Linked DNA regions of Mus musculus: regions 2 and 3 are each linked to region 1. A link is a contact called in public promoter capture Hi-C and targeted proximity ligation data. All regions are on one chromosome and are shown on one strand. The core of a region is the stretch at or near the end of the contact, and the rest is flanking DNA. Distances in the headings are between cores, read along the strand shown. Region 1 holds the start of Pank1 (pantothenate kinase 1). Region 2 holds the start of Ifit1 (interferon-induced protein with tetratricopeptide repeats 1). Region 3 overlaps Slc16a12 (solute carrier family 16 (monocarboxylic acid transporters), member 12).

Region 1 (2,790 bases), core at 205-2,704:
GCCAAATGCTAGACATCTCCAGCATCTCTCCAGCATTTTTTTTTTTTTTTTTTTGAGACAGGGTTTCATTACGTAACGAAAACTGACTTGAACTAAGTAGTTAAGGCAGGACTTCAATTTGAGGTCTTCCTCCTCAGGAGGTTTAGCCTCCCGAGTAGTTGGGATGCAGGGCTGTGTTACTAGGTAGGCTATGTGTATTTTGTAGCCAGAAGAAGGAGGTATAAAGGGTTATAGGAATAGGGAGAGATTATAAGCCTGAAGGAGCAAGTTGTACAGAACTGGACAAAAATCAGATGGGCTGAGGCTGGATTACCTAAGGCAATTTCTCAAATCATATAAGCCCAAGGAAGCAGGGAAACAGGGATTAAGTTCTAGTTTTGGTCTTAGTCTCAGTTATGTCTCTGTGCCTTGGTTTCCTGATTTGAAATGACAGGTGGATGAAACAGAGTGGCCTCATTGATTCTGAACCTGTTGATTTTGGGAAGGGCTCTGCCAGAAGAAATCCTCAAACCAAATGTAAACCCCGGGCACAGCTAATGCCAGTTTTGGACCCATGGAGGATTTAGTTCAAGGGGTGGGTAGGCTAATCACAGGTCACTTTTGCTAGGATTAAGGTAGAGGGAAGTTCAAGTTGTTGAAGCTGGCCTTTGGAGACTTCGGTTCTCACCTCTTTAATACAGATGTTTTCAGAGGGTCAAAGAGCTTAGTTTGAGCTTGGTGATGTGCAAATTCAGTGAGGGGCCTGGCCTCTGCCCGCTGTATTCATAGTCATTGGAAACAATAGCCTGCCGTTATGTTCTCTCTATTCCTTCGTAGGGACAGAATCCCATGATAAGAAGTGTCTGACTGTTATATCCCCAGCCTGACTTTAATGTCTACATTAGACTCTTGTGGGCATTTATTATGTGCAAAGGTTATATTAGGTACTTTTGTGACACACAAGAGTCCCCTTTGGACAGACACAAAAGCTAAGGCCTCAAGAAGTCCCCAATACCCAAATGTGTCCCGCTTGCTGGGCACTGCCTATAACAGGTGTGTTAAGTACTGACTTTGTCTTTTGCTCAGTGTCAGTGGGAATCGGAACTGGGAACTGGGGGCTAACTCTGAGGGCTATCATGGTGCTGGTTCCCCTTCTCATAACCAAGGCAACTTTTTATTTCATAAATAACAGAACAGGGCATTGTCCCCTGCCGGTCTTTTCTGGGTGAGGAATGCGCTTTTTATAGCTTGGGATCGGTTCTGTTTACTTGGTTTCTTCTAGCACCGGTTATTCCTGCCTAGTTTTGTCCTTCACTGTCCTTTCTCTCTCTTCCTAGGTTTCCTCTCTGCAAACGACAACTCGAGAACACATGCTGTTTGTGTGAGTGTGCCAACCAAGGAATTTCACTCCCCTCCTTCTCCAAGGCTGCCTACCTCTCTATAAATAATTGTTCTCTTCCCTCCCTTCAGACCTGGGAGTAGTTTGGTCACATTAACGCACGCGCGCCTGCTCACACACTTTCGTGGGGCGGGGATGTAGCATGGGTGACCTTGTGAAGGTACTAGCCCACTGGGGATAGGATTAGCAAACCTGAAACCTCTGCAAATATCTGGCTTCCTCCGGCATTCCTCCCGAGGCTTCTGGCTGTCTCGTGCCTACCTCACCCAGTACCCTTTAGGCTCGCTCCGCCACACAAAGCCCCATCCGCCTATCTCCTCTTCGCAAACCCCGAGAACTTCATTCCGCACGTTGAAACTCGTCGGTGGCGGTGGCGGGTAGGACTGGGCATGCTCAGTGGCGGGGACAGGTCTGGGAGGCGAGGAAGCCGCATTTGAAGTGGCTCGGCCTTGGGATGAGGGGGAGGCGGGCTCCCCGGCCGGGGTCCACCGAGGTTCCCGCAGCTGCGCGCGATGCCGACACGCTGCGGGCGAGAGCAGCAAGCCCGGTGCGCGGGGCCCAGCTCGCCGAAGACGTGGGGACGCCGACGGGAGGAGGGGAGGAGCGCCGGGGCCACCAGCTCCCGACCGCGGCGCCGAGGCTGCGGGAGAGCAAGCCCCAGGGTGGATCGGAAGATCGGGGAACGGCCGACCGTGACCTCCAGCGAGGCTGCCAGAGCCGGAGCCCGCGCACCGCTCCGCCGGTCCCGGGCATGGGCGACCGCGGCGCGCAACACGAGCGCGCGGCCCTGCAGTCCCCGGGGGCCCCCGAGGGCGCCGCGGCCGCCGTGAACGGGCTGCTGCACAACGGCTTCCACCCGTCGGCCGCCAGCAGCCGCGACCCGCCGGCCCCACGCTTCCAGCTCCCGTCCGAGCTGCAGCCGCAGCCGCTGTTCGCCCAGCATGATTCTCCGGCCAAGAAATGCCGGCTGCGGAGGAGGATGGACTCCGGGAGGAAGAACAGGCCGCGTAAGTCCTGCCGGCAGGGAAGCGCCGGTGCCCGCGGTCGAGGGGGGCGACAGAGTGCCGCTCTGGACTGCGTCCTCCCTAGAGGCGTCGGGCGTCCAAGGTGGCGGCCCGCGGTGGCGCCTGTCTAGTCCGATCCGCCTACTGGGTCGGTCAGACACTAGCTGGAGCTGCTCCCTCGGTCACCGTAGCGGCTGGGAGAACGCACTGCCCGCTGTTATTGGTGGCCGTGGGGCAAACAACCCGACTGATCTTGGGTCTGGGACTAGGAGGAGGGCGGGCTGGCACAGCCCGGGGCTCACTGCTCCCTTCTCCGAGCACATCTTTTGGGGCGTGCATCTCAGGCTACCAGTTTGCCCTTTGAATCGCAGAGTAACCGCCAGTATCTAGGGCCCATTGGCAAGCTTA
Region 2 (2,790 bases), core at 87-2,586, 240 kb after region 1:
GCCCAGGAAGGTCTGCCTTGACTGGGAGGCTCACAAGGATCCTTCTGGGCTCTCTGTCTTGAGGTGGAGGTACATGCACCTATGCATAGCATCTGCTCTACCTTACCAAACTTCTTCTTACCTTCTGGACCAATTGACTTCAGAAGGGCAATAGGAGTAGGGGGCCCACAGGCTCAAGGGATCAGAGGTGACCTGATTCCCTAGGTCTCAGAGGTAGGCAGGAGAGCCTTTTTTCTTGTTAGTTATATGCTCTATTCCTCTGAACAGTTGCAAAACACAGATGTTCCATATCTCCATACTCAGGCTCAGGGTGTGATGTAGTGCCCCATGCACCATCTATTAAATCTGGAACCACTGGTTGGTGGTACTGTATCAATCACATTATCTTCCTGGTGATGTGTGGGGCCCTTGACTCAGGTATAGAACTTTTACCCACCATACCCTAAGCCTCAGTTGTGTGCCCACCGAGTCTCTGGGTCTCTACTTGCTCTACCTTATCAAACTTCCTGACATGGCTTTATATAACATATATTCATATATATTTATTCATATATATTTAGTTTCTTGGCCAAAAGGTTTTAATACCTCTTGTCAGAGAGAATAGAATTGACACATTTTTGTTTCTTAATCCTGGGGGGGGGGGGGGCGCGGGGAGGGAGGGAGGGAGAGAGGGAGGGAGGGAGAGAGAGAGAGAGAGAGAGAGGTGTTGCCCTGGCTATTTGTTTAGCCAGCCAGGGATGGGAATGAATGCGCCTGGAACAGAAAGCTTGAACAGCATTTCAAGAGGTCCATTGAGGGATAGGCTGGAAGATTCTGAGGACATGCTGGAACATTCTAAGGACTATGTCCTCAGAAGATCAGAAGGAGCATACTCTAACCTGCTGCTCACTTTTGGAGCACCAAGTGGGCACTGGTGGTCCTTTATTCCATTCCAGAGGGCCTGTTTGGTAATCATCTTTGTTTGTGAGCCGAGCATGCACTAAATTCTCTCCCAGGTACGTCCTACTACATGCTGTGAGACAGCCTTAAAAATCAAAACAAGCTTCCAGTCACACATCCAGCACCAGGCACACAGCTTAGTGGGGGCATTAAGCAAACTCCCTGGACCCTCAGGACAATTAGCATCCTTGTTCCCCATCAGCAGTAGAAAGAGAAGCTAGAGGCACACTCAGAAACAGCCACTAGCAAACGTCTGTGTCCTGGGTTCCCTCAGAGTGGAGAACAGGGAAATCCTTACCCCATGGTTGCTGTAAAGGTGGTAGCTGTTCTCTGGGTTTTCAGCAGAGCAGAACTCCTCAGAAACCTGCCTTGACTCTCTGCTCTCTTGCAGACTGTCACACCAACTGGAAGCTCAGGTTTTTTTTAAAGGGCTGGGTGAGCTAGGGGGTGTGCTCTTTTCAGTCAGCAGTGAGAAACTGAAACTGAGACTGGAAAGTGAAACTGAAGCCTGCAGTTTATCCAGGGAGACGCACTGTGGGGCACTGTGGGGTTTGCCCTACTGCATTCTCCACTGAAATCGATGAGGAGAAGGCTCTGAAACGGATACAGACATGTCGGATCCAGACTGCTGTCCAGAGAGAGAGAGTGAGACATCCCTGCCACCCAGAGACTCTTATCTGTTAGGTAGGGGCTGATGGAGGTGATACAGATAAAATGGAAAGCAGACTGGCATCTTCAGAAGCAGTGTTGTTCTTTCTTCCAAGCAACTGAAGGTCTGCAGTTCCTCCTTGGAAGTGAGACTTTCCCATGTGGCACTAGGGGGTCTTAGGATGGCAAAGGGAAAGTTTGGGACTGGAAGAGTGAGTTCTCATGCATTGTGGAAGTGGAAGAAGATACTAGCTGGTTTGTTGTGTGTCTATCCTTAGCATCTTCCACAGATGTCATTATTCACCTGCATTGACTGGTCCATAGCTTCCCAGCCTATCCGAAGCCTTAGGAATACAGTCTTTATAAACCAGGACAGTTTCCCATTGCCCAGAGAGCTGTAGAGCCATGCTTTGTGTTAACTTCTCCTGAGGTGACTCTAAAGGGTTCTTTCCACCAATCATAGTCATGTTAACAAGAACCAAACATGGAATCCCTAAAGGGTGATGGTTATTCAGAGCCTTGATGCTATCCCACTAATAGCAAGGCTACTAGATGGGTCAGTGGTTAAGAGCACTCACTGCTCTTCTAGAGGTCTTGAGTTCAGTTCCCAGCAACCACATGGTGGCTCACAAGTATCTGTAATAGGATTAAATGCCCTCTTCTGGTGTGTCTGAAGACAACTACAGTGTGTTCATACACGTAAAATAAATACCATTTTAAGGGCTAATAGCAATCTAGGGAACTACAGACAGTGGGGCTCACACTGTTTCAGGTTGAGGTCAAATACTTTAGTCTGTTGTCTTGGTTAACCTGTAATCTCAGCCTTTATTGCTGTCTAGTTCCTTATCCTGACCTTTGATGTCTAGGTCCTCAAATTCAGCTCATCCTTCTCACCTCCATATATTAAAAATATTGAAAGAAGTTAAACATCTAATCCCATCTCCTTGATATAGTGCTAGCCTCTCCTGAGAGTTATCTTTGACCAGGTAGGTACAGCCCTAACCCCCCCCCCCCATCAGCTGACACCAAGACAGGAGTTGGCCCTCTGGTCACTTTCTCCAGTAAAGTTTAATTTTAGAGAACCTAGAGTTATGTGTCAGTCAGATAACTAGGTATATGTTAGAGAGTTAAAGTGTTTGCTATCAAGCCTGACTCCTGGGTTCAGTCCCCTGACTCCGTGCTGGCAGAGAAGAACTAAATCTA
Region 3 (2,790 bases), core at 119-2,618, 190 kb after region 1:
CTTCTGGTTTTTGCTTTTATAAACAATGCTATAATTATAACTCAAGTCATTTAAACATTCTATCTCAGCTCTAGCCTTGTACTTTGAAAAAACTTAAATTTTAAAGTTCAACAGGCAATGAAAGCAGTCATTATTATTTATTTATATCTTCTACTTATTACTATGTATTGATTATTTCTTTTTTCTTTAAGATGTCTTTATCAAAATACATTATTAACTTAAGGATCATATTTAAAGTGCAATTACATGAATTATCTACATATATTAACAACTTGAATGGTTACTTTAGAAACAAAAATTTTATTTAAATATTCAAACAAAACAATATCCTAGGTTTGAGACTTTGTGTTGCCTAGATTTCCTGAGTTCAAATAAACTGAGTAGAAATAAATTTCTGGAGTTCTTTGGAGTTTTGGAGATTTTTTCAAACCCTTTTGAGTCAGGATAAAAATGAAGTGATTGTAACGTTACCGAGCATTTACTTTGTCCTTGTTGGCATGCTTTCAGATAGTTTTCGTGAAGTCATTCCCCACCACATTATAGGATTAGTCAAGGGATATGACAGAGATTTTAGCTAGTCGTCTACAACATCGCTGTGAGTCAGTTCTTGATCCAACTTAGCGTAGCTAGGACAGTGTCAGAGCAGTGGTGAGCTTGAGCTTAACAGGTCATAAAGCTCATTGACCTGTTGAGTCAGATCATCTTTAAGAAAGGGGGTTTGGTTATAAGTGATGACACTGGTTGTGATCTGTTTCTATATTTTGGGGAACAAGTCCTATCAGACCCCAAAGGCTGAAGAGACAACATGAGATGCATCATTCTGATCTTTGTGAGTCATGCTTATAAAAATGCTTGCTCTCTAGATGAAGAAATTGGAACCCTGAGAGATCAGCAAGCTTCCTCACTCACTGTTTCCGTGGGTATGAATCTGGAATAAGAGCTTTGCTTTCCTGACTCTTGTTATTGCAAGCATCCGGATGCATGTGTGCTCCTATTACAATTCAATTTATTTCAGATATCCCTGGATTTTAAATCTTACAACACAAACCTTCCTCAACGGGAAAGCTCTATGGTCATTTCTCTCCTTTTTTAAAGAGGTGAAAAATGACCGTATTATTTCTTTTCACTTAATTATTTTTCATTTGTCACTTGGTCCTCTTCCCATTGAGTGACATAACCATCTTTCTGAACTTCATGAGTGTTGAAATGCTCATAAAGGTGGATGTGGTCATTGAACTTTGACCTCTGACTAAGGTTCTCAACTTTCCAGAAATGATTTTCAGATCCAAAGTTTTACTGATAGGACTAGTCAACTCATTTCAGAAACAATCAAATAACCTGTGCCCTCAGGGGTTCACAGAGATTCAACTGCCAACCAGAGAGCATGCATCAGTCTGACCTAGGCCCTCTGCACATATGCAACAGTTCTGCAGCTGGGTCTTCATAGGGGATTCCTAAAGTGGGAGCAGGGGCTGTCTGACTACATTGCCTGCCTTCAGATCCCTTTTTCCTTACTGGGCTTCTTTTCAATAAAAGAAGAAGATGTGCCTGATTTTGCTACAATTTGCTATGTTAAAGCTGGCTGATACCCATGGGAGGCGTCCTCATCTCTGAGGAGAAGGGGAGGAGAGATGGATGGCGGGATGGATGGGAGATAAGAGAGAGGGACTGAGAAGAGAGGATGGAGGGGACACTGCAATCAGGATGTAAAATAAATAAATAACTTAATTAATTTAAAAAAAAGGCAAAGCAAAATTTTTAAGAAATCACAAGGGACAGCACAGTAATATTATGTTCCCCAGAGCGATTTGGTGAAGAGACTGGTTTATAATTTCAAAATATCTTGCCATTTTCTCAACTACTCTTTACTGTCACTTCTGCACCTTTTTCACTGATAGTGGTGATTCATTCTGTGTTTTCATAGCCTGTTTGGATGCTCCAGCTTGCCTCTGCAGTGCCCTCTGGTGGCACTGCCACCCTATCTTCCTCCTCTCTCTCCAGTGGAGCCTTTCACTTCCTTACATTCCAGTCAGATTCTCTATCAAGGGGCTCCCCTCCCTCCCTCCCTCCCTCCCTCCCTCCCTCCCTCCCTCCCTCCCTCCCTCCCTCCCTCCCTCCCTTCCTTCCTTCCTTCCTTCCTTCTTCCCTCCCTCCCTCCCTCCCTCCCTCCCTCCCTCCCTCCTTCCTTCTTCCTTCATCCTTCTTTCATTCTTCCTTCCTCTTTCACCTTCCTTCATTGTCTTCTTCTGTTGAACAATTTTTATAAGCACCCAATTCATGACAGATACTATACTAGATGTTTGGAATTTAGTGTGAACTAAGACATATATGTCTTCCTCTGTCACAGCGCAACGTCTAGTGGACAATACAAACAAGTGGAAAGGGAGTTGCCAGACCACAGATGAGCATGCCACATGTAGAGGACGAGTACGAGAAGCATCCATTCCTGTCTTGAGCAATAAGGGAGCAGTCAAGGAGGATTTCCTGGAGGTGTGGAATGGCTAACTATCTGAGATTAAAACGAGCACTTAGAGGAGAATCACAGAAAAAGCTATAATGTACGGACGTGCATAATACACAGGGACTGTGTTGAACGAGGTAGAAAGAGGTGACTGAAGTGAAGTATGCAAACAGTGGGCAGAAAGGAGCATGGACACCAAAGACTTGCAAGTCAGGCTAAAATGTTTGAAATGCCAGCATCTGTTCTAGGAAGGCACTGTTTGCAGAATGCGCTGAAGACAGCTAAGTGCTAATGGAGAAGCATCACTTAGGAGCTTTGGGCTACAGTTC

The links. Promoter capture Hi-C pulls out the DNA fragments that hold promoters and counts their contacts.
Region 2: a contact with region 1 is called in a targeted proximity ligation map of microglia, with 8 times the contacts expected there. A contact is called at or near these places in 10 of 39 promoter capture datasets (the 3T3-L1 cell line, 3T3-L1-derived adipocytes, the C10 cell line and 5 more), 2 of 130 datasets of targeted methods (bone marrow-derived macrophages and microglia) and 2 of 9 other capture datasets (adipose tissue and macrophages).
Region 3: a promoter capture Hi-C map of liver shows a contact between it and region 1. A contact is called at or near these places in 6 of 39 promoter capture datasets (the 3T3-L1 cell line, the C10 cell line, the HPC-7 cell line and 1 more), 9 of 484 Hi-C or Micro-C datasets (the AML12 cell line, the Ba/F3 cell line, the HPC-7 cell line and 5 more), 7 of 130 datasets of targeted methods (the 230-238 cell line, the NIH/3T3 cell line, bone marrow-derived macrophages and 4 more) and 3 of 9 other capture datasets (adipose tissue, liver and macrophages).

Annotation. Positions count from the first base shown.
Region 1 is chr19:34,878,119-34,880,908 of GRCm38.p6, reverse strand. Pank1 (pantothenate kinase 1) reads left to right here and starts at 1,454. Exons shown (of 7, transcript NM_001114339.2): 1 at 1,454-2,385. The coding sequence starts at 1,833.
Region 2 is chr19:34,639,435-34,642,224 of GRCm38.p6, reverse strand. It overlaps Ifit1 (interferon-induced protein with tetratricopeptide repeats 1), which reads right to left and starts at 1,336. Exons shown (of 2, transcript NM_008331.3): 1 at 1,238-1,336. The coding sequence starts at 1,242. It also overlaps a transcript of Ifit1bl1 not described here and a transcript of Ifit1bl2 not described here.
Region 3 is chr19:34,684,224-34,687,013 of GRCm38.p6, reverse strand. All of the region lies in intron 2 of Slc16a12 (solute carrier family 16 (monocarboxylic acid transporters), member 12), which reads left to right. Among named protein-coding and RNA genes, the nearest start is that of Ifit1, 45 kb to the right of the region's middle.